Regions from separate parts of the Anser cygnoides genome. Here region 1 is linked to region 2. The links are chromatin contacts, called in public Hi-C maps. All regions are on one chromosome and are shown on one strand. The core of a region is the stretch at or near the end of the contact, and the rest is flanking DNA. Distances in the headings are between cores, read along the strand shown.

Region 1 (4,046 bases), core at 208-2,707, 370 kb after region 2:
GTATAACACCCCTTTACAGCACTCTAAAAAATTATTTTTTCAGTACTTCAAACAACACGCCTCCTGTCATGTGTGTGAGCAAAAAAAAGGCAAAAAAATCAACACAAAGCAGCGTAATAAAATAGAAAGTTTTCTTTGGACTGTACATTAAAGATAATGGTACAGAAATACAGGTGTTATCAGCATTATGTAAGACCGCAATTTAATAAGGCATGATCTCAGAAAATCATGTGTATAAACACATACAGTCATAACTGCTGTGTAATGCGCTTATAAGATCTGTAGTGGGTTACAGTGCAGGTAACATAAAAAGTGTGATGAAACACATTTTACTTTATGTCAGTTTTCGTACCCCCTCAAGTTTGCCTCCACACTTGTAGCGCTTCGCATGTGAATTCGCAACAGCTTCGCTGCAGACAAGGAGACACCTGAGAGGCACCAGAGGTGCCAAGAACCCGCCCAGCCGCTGTGCCCCCCTCACCCCCACCCCAAACCAAGGACTGAAGGGACGCCAAAGGCCAACCCCCCACACGGCACCGGCTGTCAGCAGGGCTCCATCCCTGCGGTCTTAGCCCCTGGAAGTTGGGGCGTTCCGCAGCCTGAGCGCAGCGCGACGCCCGTCCGCCCCTGACAGGAACACCGGGCCGGGACGCGCCGAGCCCCCCTCAGACCCCGCCTGCTCGCGGCGCCGGCCCCGCACCGAGCGGCCGAGGCGGGGTCGCCCCGCAGAAACCCTCCCGCGGGCCCCGGAGCCGCGAGCAGCAACTCCTAGGCAAAAAAATAAATGAAAACGTAAAAATAAAACAGGACAGACCGCCCGGAGCCCGGCGGCGGCCCCCGCGCTGCCGCCCGGCCGCGCTGTCCGTCAGGCCGCGGCCGGCCGGGGAGCGCCGGGACCCCGCCGGGCGCCCCCCGCGGCCTCCCCACAGCCGCTCCCCGGGGCCCCGGCCGCCGCCCGCCCGGCCTCAGCCGCCGCCCCTCGGCTGCCACCCGCCCCCTCAGAGCGGCCCCGTCCCGCCCGGCCCCGCGCCCCTCACCTGCCGCCGCCTCACTGACACTATTTGGGACCCCCACGGGGAATGACACCCAGCGCACCTCAGGCGCCCAGCCAATCACGCGCCGCCGAGGGCGGGCCGCTCCCTGCCGCCATCCAATCCCCGTCTCGGTTTCCAGAACGGGGCGGGGCGCGGAGAGAGCTGGAGAGCGGCTGCGCCCTGCCCCGCCCCGGCCCGCCCCCAAGCTTGGTTGAGGCAGCAAAACACGGCCCGCGCTGCCCCCTCCGCCCCCCCCCCCGCAGCTTTGTTTACATCGAGATCTCGCGAGAGCCGCCGCGCCAGTCCCGCGCACGTGGGCGGGGGCGGGGCCGGCGGGAATGGGCGGGAAGGCGGCGGCCGCGGGGGGGCTGCGGGCGGCGCTGAGGGGGCGCGTGGTGGAGGGCGCCATTTTGAGGCGCCATGTCTGCCCCTGAGGCGCAATGATCGCCTAATAAATTGTTTGTTTCCCGATAATTTCCGTGTAACCTGCCGTGTTTCTGTGCGAAATAGCTAATGTCAGGGCACCGGAGCAGGCTCCCCAGGGAAGGGGGCACGGCTCCGAGCGTGACACAGCCCAAAAAGTGTTTGGACAATGCTCAGACACCCCGTCTGAGTATTTGGGAGGTGCTGTGCACGGCCAGCAGTCGGACTCTGTGCTCCCCCAGGGCCTATTCTAGGATTCCTTCCCTGCTCCTCTCAGCATGAGGGAAGTTTTAAATCGTGGCTTCTCATCTCAGCAAGTTAGTATCATCAAATCATTAAGGTTGGAAAATACTTAAACGTACCTGGTCCAACCATCACCTGACCACCAATGTCACCCACTAAACCATGTCCCTAAGTGCCACATCCAGCCTTTAAACAAGTTGTCCCATCATAGGGTGAAAAAGTGTCAGGCTTTTCTTGAACCACCACAGGCGCTCAGCTGTTTTTTGATGACGGGGAACTGTTTCCTTGCACATGCTGGAGCTCTGTTTCACAAACAGCTTGTGTGACTCAGACCTGATTTATGGAACAGGGACTGCGTTAACACCTCAGCTACACATTGCCACACCGCCCGTCTCAGCTCCGCTAATTAATTTCAGGGCAGTCAAATGATAGCATAGGTGGGGAAAATAAACTGCAGCCAATCCACATCAGCAAGGGAGTTTCTCTACTGCTGAGGAGCTTTGTGTGTTTAACCCTTACTATCACTCAACGGCTCTCCCAGGAAGAAAAAATAAAAAGGAAAAGAGAAGCCTGTTTTTTGTCTAGTTTGTTAAAAGTGAAAAAAAAAGCAGGTGTCTGTCTCTCCAGCTGGAGAAGCCCAAGACCAGAACTGTCAAGAGTAAACAGAAGGAGGCACCACAGTTGAATGCAACCAAGTTTAATGAAAAAATAAATTTTGCATCTATGTAATCAGTCTTTTCTCTTTTTTTTTTTTTTTTTTTTTACATCATAAGCAGCAGCATTAGTCAAGCACTGGAACAGGCTCCCCAGGGAAGCAGTCACAGCCCTGAGCCTGCCAGAGTTCAAGAAGCATTTGGACAACACACTCAGACTCAGGTCTGAGGTTTTGGGTGGTCCTTTGGGGACTCAGGAGTTGGATGTGATGATCCTTGTGGGTCCCCTTCCTCCCCTTCCAACTCGGATATTCTAATTCTATAATACAGATATGGAACTGTTACACTTGCATTTTTTGTGACTTTTTTTTAGTTGAATGTCACAAGGTAAAATTGAAAATAGACAATTACCATCATAGTTTGTTGCAAGGAGTGTTGCTAGTTGCTAGATAAGTGTGTATATAGCTACAGCTAGCTTTTATGTTCTCCCCCCTCCCCCCTCCCATGTAGCATACAATTTTCAACACTGGTTATAATAAAACTTTGTTAACCATAGGTTACAACCATATACACAAATAAATTCTTGAATCCAATTTGGACAGAGCTCATTACTTTCATCTTGTAAGATTGGGCTGCATTCACTGGCTGGATGAAAGAGAATTATACATTTTCAGAAAGTGTGCAATTCCTCTAGGATTTCTGTAACCATGGTAACATATATAGATAGCAGGCCTAATTCCAGCCCATGTTTTATTGTGCCAGCAGTAAAGAATTAGATTCTAAAAATACCACCCTAGCCCTTGGAATGAAGTATTGGCATTTTACTTCCCCATTAAAAAAAAAAATGCAGGTTATATATTGCTACACTTTAACAAACACATTAAGTATAAAATGCCAAGAATTGTTCCCTAGTACAGCTATGCAGGATGTCCCGTTTCATTAAACAGCCACAGTGAAGGTGAAGGAGAGAGTATTAGACTTTAATAAATACAAAATGAGTGTACTTAAGCTTGAAATTATAAAAAAGAAAAAGGCACCCCATCAAATTTCCACGTTTTATTTAAGTGAACATACACATGGATCCACGTACTCAATGAAATTGTCATAAAATAACTTAAGAACTTCTGTTGAAAGATATTAGCAGCACCATCAGTATTGGAATAGCAGAAAATTCGTGCTTCCGTAGGACATACATTTATGCCTGGATAGAAATGCCACCGTTTGTAACAGGGATGGGGAATGGCTTTATAGGATGCTTTTGGGAGTTGGAATTTTTAAAACACAGGTTGTTTTTTTTGCTAAATACTTTGCCTATTAATGTTACAAAAATGCAACTAGATAAGATACTGCATAGTATTTTAATTAACAAAGATGTTGACATTGAGCCCCGTAAAGCAAGACTCAACATCTCTGCTTCCACATACATTTCTGAGTAGAGAAATCTAAAATTTAAAAACAAAATATAGACCTAGTGTATTCTCTAAAAGACATACTTTAGGTGGAACATATAGTACTACGAAAATACATATCTTCCATTCTGTTTAATAATTTACTTTAGTGAAAAAGTTGTGAAATTCTCATCACAAGAAGCGTATACAAATTCAAGACCTTAGTAAATTAACAAAAAAGACTTTCTTTTAAACAAGGTTTAGCCCCGCTGTAACAATTATACAAGGAAGAAAAGAGACTACAT
Region 2 (3,693 bases), core at 105-2,604:
GCGGGGAAAGTTTGGCAGGGGCAGGAAAAGCTGCGGGCGGCGAGGAGCCGCCGAGAGCGGCGTAAACAAATGCAGCGGGGGATTGCGGGCGCTCAATTAGCGCGCACTAATTTCATTTGGGACCGCGCTTTAAAAAGTAATAACTGGGGGGGCTGGGGGGGGGATAGCTGGCGGGGGGGGTTAAATACCTCCGAAAACTGCCGGCATCGAAACCCCATCGACTGTCGCCCGGGGTGAATTCCCCGGGGCGAGCTGGGCGAGCGGCGGGGAAGGGCTGGGGCCGGGGGGCGAGGGCGCTGCGCAGCCCCGCAGGTGCGGGCGGGTTGCGCGGGGCTGCGCGGGGCCGGCTCTTACCTTCCCGACTTGGTGATCACCATCTCGGTGCCCAGCTTGTGAAACTGGTCCCAAAGCTCTTTGGCTTCCAGCGTCACTTTGGGGTCGTCCTCTACCTCCTCCTCGGGCTCCAGGCTCTTGAGCGAGCGCAGATGGGCTGCCTGGTGGTGGTGTCCCAGGGCCGAGACGTGCAGCCCGGCCTCGGCCGCCCCGGCCAGCCCGGGGTCCGGCATGGGCTTAGCCAGCGCCGCCGGAGGCAGAGCCAGAGCGGGGAAAAAGGAAGGCTGGGCGGCTGCGAGGAAGGCGGACATGGGGAAGTCGGCCGGCCGGGGTGCGTGGAAGGGGTGGTAAGCCATGGCAGTCCCTGGGAAGGCTGGATCTCTCATCGGTGCATCCACAAATCCAGGAGAAAAAGAGGGATTCCCTTTACAAAAACGTGTGTGTGTATTATTGTTATTATTAGTAGTAGTATTTTTTGTCTCTCCTGCCCAGCGAACTCGCTCGAGTCTCTGGAAGAGGAAGGAAAAATCAACAGCAAAAATAAAAAACGCACACAAAAAAAAAAAAAAAGCCGAAAAACAGCGGAACTAGATCTGGGAAAAAAAAAAAAAAAAAAAGAAGAAGAAGAAGAAAAAAAAAGCGAGAGGCAGTTCCCGGCTCCTGGGACTCCCGGTCTGCGGAGGGGAGACAGTAGGTCCTTATTTTTTTGTTGTTGTTGTCGCAGCGAGGGAGAGCGAGCGAGGGCAAAAAGCCCTCCCGGCGAAGTCCTTCCCGGCGCTGAACCGGCACCGAGAGCGGGGCGGGGGCGCGGGCAGGGGCGGCCGCGCTGCCCTCACACCCCCGCGGGCCCGGCCTGCGCCCCGGCACCGCTGCGCGCCCCGCGGCCGGCGCTCGGGCGAGGGCTGCTCATGGCTCAAGGAGCCCGGGTGGAAACGGTTAGATCTTGTCGTGATCTCTGTAAAACTGTGACTATCTCACATGTCCTTCCTGCTCTGATCCGCCCGCTAATGAGCCAAGCCCCCTTGATTGCTGATTTTACGCGTTTCAGACCAATTGTGGATCTGCATAGGCGTGGTTTTGACAGCTCCGGCCAAGCTCCGGGCGCGGGGGGGCGGGGGGGGGGGCGAGGAGGGAGGGAGGGAGGACGGGAAGAAGGGAAAAAAAAAAAAAGAAAGGAAAAAAAAAAAAAGAAGAAGGTGTCGGAAGCATCGGCAGTAAGAAAACATGTCAACAGAATAAAATATTAACCAATGACAGAGAAAAGTGCTCGAAATCCCACCCCCGGCTCCTTTCCGCATACCGGGTCAGCCCTGGCTGCGCCGCGGCCGGGGAGCGGCGGCCGCCGGTGCGGGGACAGCGCGGAGCCACCGCGGCGGAGCGCGGAGCGGGGCCGGGGGGGGGGGGGGCCGGGGGCCGCCCCGCAGCTTTCCGCGGCCGCGCAGCCCCGGGCGGGGGCGGAGGGGGGTGGGCGGGGGCGGCGGGTTGGGTGGGGGGGGGGTTGAGGGGGGGGCCGGAGCTCGGCGGCTGCCGTCTTACGACAGATCCTGGAAAGAGGATCAAGGTGGGGCCCGCCCCGCTCCGCGCCCCGCCGACGGGGCGGCCCGGGCTCGGGGGAGGCCGCCGGGAGCGCGGCCCCGTCGGCGCGGCCGGGCCGTGGGAGAGCTGCAGGCGGCGAGGCCCGAGCGGCGAGCTCCAGCGCGGGTGAGTGGCGGACACTCGCGCCCTGCCCTCGCTCCCGCTCCCCCCCTCGCCCCCCGCCCCGACGGACGGGTGCGTGTGGGGGGGTCCCGCCAGGAGCCCTGAGCGCACGGACGGGGCGCGGACCCCGCCGTCGGGGCGCCCCGCGAGGAGCCGGGCGGGCAGCGGGAGGCCGGGCCCCCGGGGCCGCCCCAGCCGTCGGGGCCGCGGCCCCCGGGGTTGGCGCTGCTCTGGCCGGCCGGAGGGGCTGTTTACCCGGGCGGGGGGAGGCAGATAAGGCGGAGGGGGAAATGCCGGGGCTGTTTGCAGAGGGATTAGGGCCGGTCCCGCCGCGCCGGGGCCCGGGGGGGGCGGCGGGCGCGGTGGGTGTCCCCGCGGAGAGGTCCGTTTGGAGATCTGCGCTGATTAACTGAGGGCTGCGGTGGCTGAAGAGGGCCCTGGCGCCAGGCGGCTGAGCCCTCACAATAAAGACCCGTCTCTTGTCACTTCATATTTACCCCCAAATCTTCAAAAAGCGCCCTGCGTGCCTTACAAGGCTCCTGCCCCCGCCGCCTGCTCTGCGGCCAGACGGGACGGGGGGAGCGGAGGCGGGCCCCCTCCTCTGCCCCCCGGCCCGCCCCCCCCGGCCCCACCGCTCCGCGGACGCGCAGCGAGGCGCGGCCGAAGCCGCCCCCGTCCTGCTCCGGCGGCCGCTGTCCCCTCGGGGCCGCGCTGCGCTGCTCCCGCGCAGGGTGGGACGCGGGGACGCCCGGGTACCCCCGTCCCCGCCGCCTCCTCTCCCCTCTTTCTGCCCCCACTAAGGCTCATCCTGCTGACAGCAAGCCCTGGTCGCTGCCCTCCCGGCGTCGCCGAGAGCCCCGAGCAGAGCCTCGGCTGTCCCCGGGGCCGCTCCCCCCGCCGCAGGTTCATCTTCGCCGCCCGGCCCCCGACGGGGCGGCCACAGCGCGGCCGCTCCGGGGCTGCCCGTGCCGGTCCCGGCCGCCGTGAGGGGCGGTGGGGCCGGGGGGGTCCCGCTGACCATTGAACAGGGCGAGGTGGCGAGCGGGGTTTGAAATTTAGACCTGCTTTGGACTTTGCTTCCTCGCCACCGCGGAAATGTGCTGACAGCAGCCTTGGCAAAAATGGGGCTTGCTCGGGCTTTTTTTCTTCCTACTCCCCTCTACCCCCCCCCTCCCCCCCGTTTTGTTTGTTTGTTTTGTTTTGTTGTGTTTTCCTTCCCCCTCGCAAAGCGATCCCGGAGCCTCGCATTGCCCCACGCCGGGGGCAACTCTCCCGCGGCCCCGACGGCGACCCGCGGCCACCTCCGAGGGGAACGGCGGGGCGCAGCCCACCGGGCCCTGCCTGCAGCCGCGACCCCGCCAGGAAACGTCGCCTCTCCGCCGGCACAGGGCCTGCCGCCCCCGGCCGCCGCCCCCCGCACCGTTGTAACGTCGTAAACGCCCTCGCCTGCAGAATAAAAACCGATGCAGAGCAGCCTCGTCTCCCCGACCCTCTGTGCCGCGCCCGTCGGGGGGACAGCGGGGTGGGGGCTGAGGAGAGCCGGGCACCGTTTCCACGGCCCCGACGGACGCGAAAGCGACCCCAGGAGCCTGCGCCCACGGACGGGGAGGGCGGCGCGATGCGGCCGGGCAAAACCCAACGCGGCCTCGGCAATGAGCGGCC

What was found. A called contact is a pair of places that touch in the nucleus more often than the background predicts.
Region 1: a contact with region 2 is called in a Hi-C map of liver, with 9 times the contacts expected there. The contact joins the promoter of BCAS3 here to the promoter of TBX2 in region 2. A contact is called at or near these places in 3 of 7 Hi-C or Micro-C datasets (granulosa cells and liver).

Annotation. Positions count from the first base shown.
Region 1 is chr18:10,614,182-10,618,227 of Taihu_goose_T2T_genome, forward strand. It overlaps BCAS3 (BCAS3 microtubule associated cell migration factor), which reads right to left and starts at 1,458. Exons shown (of 26, transcript XR_010825687.1): 1 at 1,038-1,458. It overlaps PPM1D (protein phosphatase, Mg2+/Mn2+ dependent 1D), which reads right to left. Exons shown (of 7, transcript XM_066979609.1): 7 at 3,395-4,046.
Region 2 is chr18:10,243,695-10,247,387 of Taihu_goose_T2T_genome, forward strand. It overlaps TBX2 (T-box transcription factor 2), which reads right to left and starts at 1,355. Exons shown (of 7, transcript XM_048074274.2): 1 at 355-1,355. The coding sequence starts at 719.